Regions from separate parts of the Mus musculus genome. Here region 2 is linked to region 1. A link is a contact called in public promoter capture Hi-C data. All regions are on one chromosome and are shown on one strand. The core of a region is the stretch at or near the end of the contact, and the rest is flanking DNA. Distances in the headings are between cores, read along the strand shown.

The links. Promoter capture Hi-C pulls out the DNA fragments that hold promoters and counts their contacts.
Region 2: a contact with region 1 is called in a promoter capture Hi-C map of embryonic stem cells. The contact joins the promoter of Otp here to the promoter of Lhfpl2 in region 1.

The regions. Positions count from the first base shown.
Region 1 is chr13:94,056,072-94,061,979 of GRCm38.p6, reverse strand. Lhfpl2 (lipoma HMGIC fusion partner-like 2) reads right to left here and starts at 4,184. Exons shown (of 4, transcript NM_172589.2): 1 at 4,074-4,184.
Region 2 is chr13:94,874,148-94,879,367 of GRCm38.p6, reverse strand. Otp (orthopedia homeobox) reads right to left here and starts at 3,732. Exons shown (of 3, transcript NM_011021.4): 1 at 3,562-3,732; 2 at 1,846-2,255. The coding sequence starts at 3,598.

The DNA.
Region 1 (5,908 bases), core at 2,935-5,434:
AATTATGTTCAGTGTGGTGTAGACATGCACAAAACTAACTCACACTCTTAGCTAGTGAAGGTCAATAGGTCAGTATGCACACACTCGTGTGCGCGTGTGTGTGTGTGTGTGTGTGTGTGTGTAAGACTGTCAGGCTGCTATTAACAAATACTATAGACTAGGTGCTCTAAAGAAATACACACGATTTCCTCATTGTGTCCTCAGAATAAAAGAGACGAGCTCTCATAAGGTTATTTACTAACCTCAGAGCAGGACCCCCACTCAGGACCTCAATGAAACCCTTCTTCAAGGGTGTGTGGCTTCAACATCCGAAGACAGGAAAATGCAAACATCTACAACACGCATGTGCAACATCTAAAACACGTGTGTGCAGACTCAGAATCCATTCCGTTAGTTATACATCCTCTCTCCCACACATGCTCAACGCCATTCTGTGTATGACACGGATTCCAGTTCAAAGTAACAGATTCTATCAAGTCTGCCGGATAGCATCAGTATGAGCTTGGCTGCTGAGGTCAAGGGTCAGGGGCTTAATTATTCCCACTTGGGTTTGTTGAAAGGAGAGAAAATTTCAAAAGCTTCAGTCACAAGGACACAAATGACCTGCAGCACTACAAAGATATTACCTGATGGATGGATGGATGGATGGATGAATGGATGGATGGATGAATGAGTTGACATACTCCCACAATTAGAAGGAGCAACACAGGGTACAGTTACCTGATCAAGAACTTTGTTTTGTTAAGCAAGTCTTTGCTCACTTTGCTCTAACTGGCCAGGCAAGGGAGGGAGGTTGTAGCCTGTAGCCACGTGACACTATTGTGTTGCACACTCTTTTGGCATCTCTGTAGAAATCCAACGTCTCTTCCCGTCTCTGCAGCCAAATCCTAGGCTGCACATCTCTCTGGAAGGCCAAAATTCAATTTTCATTCCAAGAGAACTCAACTCAAAAACTGCCTTTTGTCATCTGTCTCCAAACAGGGTCCTCATAAGTGCTCCCTCTGAGAGGGTCCCCAGTCCCCAAGGATTCTATGCAGGGAAAGCCCACCTGGGAGATAGACAGGTAGCGAGATCGTCATCTCCCAGGTTCTCTTCACCCCACTCCCGTGCTGCCAGGATGCTTGCACTATATGGCACTGGCTGGCTGCTTCATCCCCCTGCCTACCCTGGTGCCACAGAACTCTGAAATCGGAATGTGACTGACTTCAGAGCCTGTCCTACAAGAGAATCTTTAAAGACATCTGCTGAATGACGGGATAAATGAGTGGGCAGATGAGTAAGCTGGCACTGTAACACACACACACACACACACACACACACACACACGGGGTTGGGGGGAAGACAGGAGGAGCCCACAGGCACAGTTCCTCTGTTCACTGTTTAGTTAGGGATGTCTGTTCACTTTGTCCTCTGGTGTCTATACACCTGAATAAAGGTGTACTTTAAGGCTGATTTTTTTTATTTGTTTGGTTGGGGGAGTTGTTTGTTTGTTTGTTTTATGGAATGAATTCTGGAATTAGGCACTTACAGATTACTTGTATCTTTCTAAGACTAGTGAGCTTTGACTCTAACATTGACTTTAGCATTCTTGGGCAGTGTGTATCACATCAACCATTAAAAGGTTTTTAAGAGTGGGAACTTCTAGATGTTGACTGTCAGAGGCAAGGCTCAACTCAGACACTCAGTGGGAGAATCAGTTACTCTTGAGTCCCTTTTACCCTGGGAACTTAAGAGTGCTGGCAATCCTTAATGTTTTCTGAGCATTTCGTGTGTGGGGGAACCATCCCAAATCCGAACAAAGACACCAGTTAACCTTCCGGAGACGCTCACGTGAACCCTCACAACCATTTTCAATTTTTAAAAATATTTTATTATTAATTTTATTTTTAATTTTGTGTACACTTGTTCAGTGTATGAGTTCCTGAATGTGAGTGCAGTGCCAGACGAGGCCAGAAGAGGGCATCTGATCCCAAAGAGCCTGAGTTGCAGGCAGGTGGTGGCAAACTCCAGTCTCCCCAGAAGAGTAGTAAGCACTATCGACTGCAGAGCAACCTCCGAGATTTAATTTTATTATTTGTGTGTGTGACTAAGTGTAGGCACACATGCATGCACAAGTGCCTGAGAAGGCCAGAAGAGAGCATGGGATCCCTCAGAGCTGGAGTCCTAGGCATTTGTGAGCCATCTGAGATGGATGCTGGGCTTAGAACCCCAGTCCTCATGAGAGAGCAACAAGAGCTCATAACACCAGAGCCACAGTTCCAGCCCCCACTAGGTAGACACAGAGACCGCAGCGGAGAGCTAGAACGGAGCTTGCTAACATTCACATAGGCTTCACACAATGGGGACCCAACAGACTAAATCTGAGTCTCCTGAAAAGCTTTTTAAGATTTATTTTTAATTATGTCTAGTTGTGTGCTTGCACCTGGGTATGTCCACAGTGCAAACGCCTGTGGAAGCCAGAGGCACTGATCCAGTTGGGAGCTGTCTGATTTGGGTCATGGGACCTCAGCAAGTGCTCTTAACCACTGAGTCATCTCTCCAGCCCCAGGACTCTCCTACATTTTAATCCTCCTGTGTTGGCAATTCTTTGCAGTAAAGATATATAGAAAATGAAGACTTTTTTTTTTTTTTGCAGTGTGTGTGTACACACACACACCTGAAGTTTTCTATCCATTCTTTTGTAACTATCTCCTGCTGTAGACTTTTCTCCCTGCCTTGTTCAACCTTGCTTGCAGCCAAATCTCTAAGCCCATGCCTCTGTTGTTAGCAGGTGCTGTCAATTCTGAGTTGCGCACATGGATAAACGGTATGCTTATTTTTCCCCCATAAGGCACTGCTTTGCTCTCATCTACAAAGATCCTTTTTTTCCTTCAGACAAATGGCTGGTTCATGTATCATGACTCAAATTATATTCACAAATGTTCATTTGCAGTGTAATCACTCTTCCTAACTAGACTGGTTCAAGACAAATGAGCAGCCCCCTTTCCCACCCTCTTCTCTTTAAGCTTACAGTGCTCCACCTCCCGCTATAAAATGCTGTCACAGACCACAGGCCACACTGCTCTGTATGACCTACTGCAGGTCACTCTATTTTTTTTTAATGACATCGTCTGGTATTGCTTTAAACCTTTCAAATATTTCATCAGAATCAGATGTTCCAACACAGGCTAGCCCTATTAGCCTGATTGCAGAGAGAGATGTTCATCTTCCCTGTCTTTAAAATATTTAACCATCGCATGCGTGTTCTCTATCTCTTAATTTGAAAGGGAGTTTTTAAAAAAAATGATTAGAAGAGCATCAGAAAGAGCAAGATAAATTATTCCTTATCCCATCCTCTCTTTGAGCTGGACAGGAAGAGTGTTCAGAGAATTAAAGTCCCTTCGAAGGAACTCTGACTTAGCCCCCCACACCTTGCCGCCCTGTGGCTCCAACACACACTCGCCGGCAGTGGTTCCACTTTTCCATATAGGTCACCAGCTGTAATCTACAAGCACAAAAACAATCATGGCACAGAGTACAGGAAACTGCCCGGGCAGGAGTGAGGTAGGGTGCGAGGATGAGAGTCTTTTGCCCTTACTTCCATACAAACTCCCGAACCTCCTGAATTAACAGAAAAGTTGAGCCGACTTGAAGAAACTCTTTTTGCTTTTCTCAGTTCAGAGAGCACGCGACCGCGAATAGACTGAGAGAGAAGTGCGGCCGGGTGGGGGTAGGGACTGCATTCAAACCCATCTCTCTGAGTCCTTCATCCACCCCAGATGTGGTGTTCCCCAACTCCCCGCCCACCTCCTCGCCAGCCCTCACCCCTCTGCACTGGCCACAAAAAATGCAGCCCAGGTCTGAGATGCAGCTGAGGTCTGTGGCCGGTGAGACCCACGCGGTACGGACCGGGGCTGGAGGGGACCACTACAGCTCCCCGGGAAAAAGCGCTTCCAGGCTCAACTTCTTCCACGTCTGCGGCGGGCCGGCGCTGCAGCGGATCCTTCCTGCCCCGGCACCCGCCGCCCGTCCCTCCGCGCCCCCGTGCACTGTCGGGGACCGGCCCCCTCCCGGGCTCCCCGCGCAGCACCTACCTGGCCGGGGCAGCCGGCTCCTAACGCCCCGCTCTGGCCCGGGCGCGTGCAGCCTTCCCCAGCCGGGCTCTCTGTGCCGCCTCCTCGCTGCAGCCTCGATCTGGCCCCGGCGGACCCGCAGGGGCGAGGGCGGGAGCAGACGAGGGTCGGCGGCGCCGGGGCGGAGGCCGAGGGGCGGGCGCAGCGGGAGGAGGCGGCCGAACCTCGCAGCCCAGGCCGGCCGCTGCCACTCAGCATCCCCGCCTCCGGCCGCCGCTCGGGGAGGGGTCGGCGAAGCCCGGCCTCCGGGGGGGAGGGTCCTACAGGGCCCGGGAGAGTGTGGGCGACGCGCGCGATCCCTGAGAAGGGGTCCCGGAGCCCTGCGGGGTTCTCTCCTCACGCTGTCCCAGTGCCTATCGTGGACCAGAGCCGGCGGGGCGGGCGGGAAGAAAGTCGGTCCGTGGCCCAGGAAAACCGCAGGGTGGAGAGTGGTCTGCGGTGCTTTTAAAGCAGAGGCTGGAGGCACAAGTTTACAGGTCCTGATTTCTACTTCGGGAAACTGCAAACTTTCACAGAGCTTGGATGCTTGGGTCCAGACACATCCCCCAGGCACTGAAGATACACTTTCCAATAGATACCACAGATATCAAAGGCGGTTTAGCCAGCGGGAAAGGGATCCAGAGAGGAGACCCACCAACTCCTCTCACCACCGCCCCCAGGGCCAGAGCAAAGGACAGAGTCAAATAGCCAGGGGCTGAATTGTCTGAATTCATTGTGTTAGGACAGAACCCAGCTAAGATCACCTTCCTTTGTCTCCAACCCCCACCCCCTGTCAAATTTGCTTCAGCCTCCAAACTCTCAGACACTTGTCTATCCACCGAAGCACACCCACCCCCCCCACCCCTCCCTCCCGGCCTTCCCTAGCAGCTTGCATGTGCTCTTTGCTCTTGAAGTCTTTGCACTTGACCCACTATTTCCAAATCCATTTGGGTTTGTCAGTTTCAATGGCCCCCTCCTGCTTTTGAAACCCGTGGGCACGGCACCTATCTGCACGGCCTTACAAGCTTAATGGCTCTAGAACACCACTTCCTGGGTGAGAGGGTATCTGAGGCATTTTGCCAGGAAAATTAAAAAAACAAAACAAATTCTTGATTTCTTTGCAACTCCACTATTGAAAACCATATCCCACAGCAGGATTGTAGATAGCATAAGTCATCCGCAACTGCTGGTCTGTGGAGAAAACATACAAATTAAATCGGTTGGGATTCTTCACATGCAAAGGGTACCTATCACCAATTAACAATAGCTGCAAACACAAATGCATCACCATGCTGGTCCTCATCCAGATGGGGTCCTAGAAGGACCCATGCCTGTATCCACGCTGAAGCTGCTGATGCTGTTCCCAGGACTCTCCCACGGTTGAATCCTACTGGGAAAAAAAAAAAAAAAAAAGCTTTCCCGAAACACATTCTACAAGAGTGTTAAGTGCTCTCTCTATTTGGCAAAATCACGTGCTAGAAATTACAAGAGGGCTTATGAGGTTAAGAATAAACTTAAAAATCTACATAGCATTGCAATCGGAGAATTAAAAACAGCAACCATTCAAAAGAACATACTAACAGAGTTTATAAACTGTACTAAATTCCTAATAAATATTACAGTGAATACAAGACTTTACCTTTATAAAAAGATGGAGGTAATTATGGGAGAATTGTTTGAGATCAATGAATTGAGAAGAAAGCCAAAACAAATTTTAGAAACAGAAACCTTTGCCTTGTACCCTCTTCCTATGAACTCTCCTGGGTTATAGCTCACGACTGAACCAATCAAAGAACACAGAACAGATATGCACCATT
Region 2 (5,220 bases), core at 2,483-4,982, 820 kb before region 1:
TCGGTTGAACATTATGCTAGAACAATTAACATACTTTGTCTCTTTCTTCTTGCATATTCTTTTGTGTACTTTTTGAACATAACTACCACACAGTTTATATTTTATTTCATTTATAACTTTTTCTATTAAAAGAATCACTGCCATTAACCTTTGGAAGACCTAATAAAGTTTAATAGACCTCATTTTCTTTTTTAATAAAATCAGCCATCCAATTATATTTTATTTGTGATTCTAAGTTCTATTTTAATTTGAACTAATTACCAATATGTCTAGGTTAAGATACAGCACTGCACTCTTTTATACAAAAATTAATAGCAAAGATTTCTCTTGAGAGCAAAAAGTAAATTTGTGAACTTTGATTCTTCGATATTGAGCTTACAATCAAGTATTATTGTTGGATTGTATATTTCCATGACAGTTTGAACCCACACTTAAAAAGTGTAAGGTGAAGATTTAAAGAACATTTAATATGCCCGAACAATGTAATTAGTACTCTTCATATGTGTAATGTCTTTGCCCCATTGTTTAAGCTTTTCAGAGTTCACTAACAAATACCCAGATTTATATTTAATAAAAATATTAATCGTTGTGAATATTTATCTATTAATTTGACCATTTTAAGTCTCTGGGATATTCATTTCTTATTAGAACAAAGGTATGTATTCCCGTTTAGATGAACTACAAAATGCCGAATGGAAATAAATCCTGATTTCCTGACCAATCAAATGTAAAAGAACTGTAGTTCTTAAAGTTAATTTCCAAAATCAGGTAGCACTGGCTTAACAAATTATTTAACTTAGCACCCAGGATTCTAGAAGGAAAGGGAAAAAAGGTCCAAAGTAGAGAGAAAAATATTTTCAGCACCGTGGATAGCTCTCGGCAAGCGCAAAGCTTCTTCAAGGCGCCTGTCAATGAAATAGTACATATTGCCAGTCTTTGTAAAAGAAACAAGAAAGAAAATTGGGGTTTATTAATCTTATATTTTCTCTCCCAATTTTCAAAAGAGATACAGGTGAAATTTTCTAGATTTCATATAATTACAATTTAGAAAGTGGTTGGATAAAATATGGGCACAATAACAAATTCCTCCATTACAATTTAAGCTTTCTGGCCTGAAAAGTTCCTTCTTTGGGTCAAATATCCACAACAGACAGTGCTCATTTCCTGCTTTCCTCCTTAAGGGAAATCTTAATTATTTTATTAAAATTCAAGACCCAAATTTCATAGGTGGTGTAGTATTTTCGGCCAGTCCCTGCGCGTAAATCACCCAAGGCAAAAAAAGCCTTTGAAAACAACAAAGCTGAGGGTGTTTTGCCTGTAAGACGAAAGAAGGTGATATTTTAAGAGAATAAAACCACACCTGGAAGTTTGAGTACTCCACCCCGCTTTTTAAAGACACCAACTGCACTGTGGTTCCTCTTCCTTGTTTCCTGTATTATTATGAAATGCCCCCCATTTATCCAAATGCATAATAGAAACTCATTACGGGGTAATGAAACACTTGTCAATAGAGCTGGAGCAAGGTGCGCGCTGGGCTTAGCTTCTGGGGAGACGAGAAGGTTCCCATCTTTGTTGGAAGAAGTTGGACTTGGGCCCCGCAGCCCCATAACACCGGGCTGCTTTTGAGGAGTTTTGAGATGAGGGATGGGGCTACAATGGAGGAAGTCCATGGGGGCCTGTGATCATCCTAGCCAATATTTGGACAGAGTATGGTATCCTCCGACCCAGGAACGTAGAAACAACAAGCGCGCAGCTCGGGATCCCAGCAGAGCACAATACCTACTCCGTGCTCTAATCCTCCCCTTCCCTCCTTGCCTTCCTCCCCTGAGCCCAAGCCCGCCTTACCTGCACCCGCGACTCGGTCAGCCCGATACGCAGCGCTAGCTCCTCACGCATGAAGATGTCGGGGTAGTGAGTCTTGGCGAAGCTCCTCTCCAATTCGTTGAGCTGTGCTGGGGTGAAGCGTGTCCGGTGGCGCTTCTGTTTCTGTTGGCCCTGCTGTTGGCCGGCTTGGCTGGGGTTGGGGCCGCCCTGGGGCCCCGGCTGCTTGTCTGGGTCTTTGGCGCTCACCGCCAGCGAAGCAGGGGTAGAGCCCACGGTGGTGATGTCCTCGCCCGGCAGCAGAGTGGCTCCTTCGACCGGGTCCGAGTTGGGTGCCAGGTCCCCTGGATGACCCCCAGGGTCAGAGCCCCCCACACCCAGCCTACACTTCACCGCCTCCCGGTGGCCCAGAAGCTCGGCGGCATCTTTCATACCTGAGGAGGGAAAGGGATCTCGATCAGTACTGTCCTGGCGACGTGAGGAGCCGGTGACTTCCCTGAGAGGTTCTGCTTCAGCCCCATCCACCGCTCCCTCTGCGCCCACGCTTGCCCCGAGGCGGAAACTGCCTGGTCCTCAGCCCGGTTTCCCAGGAATTGGACAGCTAGGTTGAAATAGCATCTCCTGGCCTCCTTCTCTCCACAGCCCGCTCTGGTGCTTCACAGCTCCGGCCTTCGTGTCTCCCACAAAACAAAACAAAAAACAAAACAAAAACAAAAACAAAAAAACCACTCCCAGGCCTGACAATGAAACACACCCGAGTCCTTTCACTAACTGTAACCCTGGTGTCCCAGGAAACCTTGAGAAAATTCTTAGTCGGGTGGTGCGGGAGAAAAAGAAATCAAGAGAGAGCCTTTGGAGGCTGCTCCTCCTGAGCAAAGGCGCTAAATGAACTCTGGCCAATTCCCTCTGACTTTCGGAAGATGAATATGTCTCCAAGCCTTCCACCTCTCAAAATAAGCCCAAATCAGCTCCGCCTCCCCCTCAAATCAGAGAAAGTGTTTGGGAAACGGAGTCACATCCATCACTAAAGCTCCCCAAGCCTGAAGCCCAGAACTTGGTAACCCAGATAGCTTCAAAGAAATTTAAGTAAACTCTATAGCCATAACAGTGAATCAAACTTTAGAGAATTCAACTTTTCTCTCCCGAGAAATAAACGGCTCGTCCCTCCCCGTCACTGGTAACACCGAGTCCCTTGTAGAAGGCAGGGATGCCCGAGAGGATGAGTTGGGCTTTTCTTCTCAACCAGCACACTTAGCAAATCCACCTTCATACAGCGGCTTCTCCTTCACAAAGGAGAAGATTTTTTTTTAAAAAAAGAAAACAAATTTAAGCACACTTAGAGGAGAAGGTGATGATAGAAAGGAAGAAGGGGAAAAAGGGATGAAAGAAATTCCAAATCAAAGCAAACAAGAGTGGAAAAAGAGAGAAACACCTCCAAACAAATTATCGCGGGCTAGAACTCCTTCCAAAAATAATAATATTAATAATGAAGGGGAGAGAGAAAGAAAAAAATAAGAAAAACAAAAAGGTGTCAGCATCCCCAACTCCGTTTTGTTTTGGAATCTACATATTCCATAGATTTTTTTTAAGACGATGTTAAATCAAATTAAACTTTAATACAGCACAATTACTTTTAAAGAAATTAGTCCATTTAGGGCGCATTAAGGTAAAATAAGGAACAAATTGACAATTTCCTGCCCCGGCTTCTCCTGGCTGCCCGGGTGAGAGGCGCTCACTCACCTAGCCTGGCGTCCAGGAGGTCGGCGTGAGACAGCATCGCGCACCGCTCCAGGGCGAAAGCTGTTCCCCCCCAAATTTTAGCGGCTTTAAGTTATTTAAAATAGATATAAGCTATAAGCTATACGATATAGATATATATAGATCACCTAAATGAAAGAAAATTCGGTTTGTGGTTAAAAAGGGGGCTTCTTGCATTATAATGTCCTTTAGAGAGACGGGGAGGTGCTTAACAGATGAATGAACCCGTGAGCAGCTCGGCGAGGGGACCAATCAGGAGGGCAGCCTGCAAATGTCAGCGCCCGGAGAGTCCCCCACTCCGCCCGCCCGCCCGCCTGCGCCTGCCGGGAGGAGGCGGCGGCCGCAGCCCAGGCAGCTCCAGCCTCCAGCAGCCGCTAAAGCAGCAGCGGCCACCTTGGCCTCGCCCTGGGCCTCTGGGCCGAGCCTCGGTCAGTTCTTCCCAGAGATTTTCTCCGGGCACATCTCCCCTTTCCTTGTCCTGCCTTGCTCGCTTCACAGGCTCTGTGTATCAGAGCTAGGGTGTCCCTGGAACGGGGGCAGTTCAGACACCAAAGCAGGACATGACCTCTGCATGACCTGAGAGTCGCCACCCCCAGCCCACACACATCCCACCGCACCCGCGCCCCCGCTGCCCCTGCTCGTGCCAGCTAGGGGACACTGGACCGCGGTAGTCAAAGCCCTAGCTCACCAGGCAGCCAAGCTACCATCTCTAGAACGACCCTAAATTTCTGCCACTGTTCTGCAGGCCTTCTCTAGAGACCCAGACTCTGGCCTACTGAGCCCCAATCCCATTGCAAGCCTAGAAAATAAAGAGGAAGTTGCCCCCCCACCACCACCCCGCCAAGGTCCCCTGTCCGCTTTGGGGGAGGGGGAGACTTCATGAAGTGAGCCTTCCTCCAGAACTCCAGAAGCTGCGTTCCAGGGCCACCTGCCCGATAGGCCTACACTCTCACCCAGGTCCCAACCTGCTCTTTCGGTCAAAGTTTCTAAGTTCAGCTAGACGACCAAAGCCACTTAAGGCAGTAAATAAAGTTAACCGCTCTTTATTTTCCTCTTGGATGTGTTAAACTACTTGAACAATTTAAAGTGCTTTTGCACAAGTGAAGCGAACCATTTCTAATGTTCTGATTTTTCAGAGCCAGCCAACAACAAAGTTTAGATTAGTAATATATTTCTAACCAGAGTAATTTTCAAGATCATTAGGCATTTATGTAATTAGTGCCAAATCTATAAGCTTTTATTACGATTATTAGAGTAAAATCAGTATAAATTTGTACTAATTTACTACTGTTTAGACTTGGCTGCCAAGCCCAGAGGTTCTTATTGTAAATGATAACTGAGGAAATTAAGTGCAAAATTCTGTACCGTTTCTGATCTGCTCCCAAACAATCCGTTTCAATTGTATTTGCAGCAGAACATGATGCCCCTTTAAAGTTATTTGACTTGTATTTTTATTTGCAACACAAGAAAAATGCCCTCTACCCAAGGCAAAATGAAAACTGATATTTACTGCTCCCAACTTGATTAACATTGATTTTTAATTCGAGGGTGATGCAATTAAGATTATTCATTTAGTGCAAATAAAGCTTCCACAAAGGGTGGCCCTCTGAAGTCTGTTTTAAATAATACCGAACAAATGGC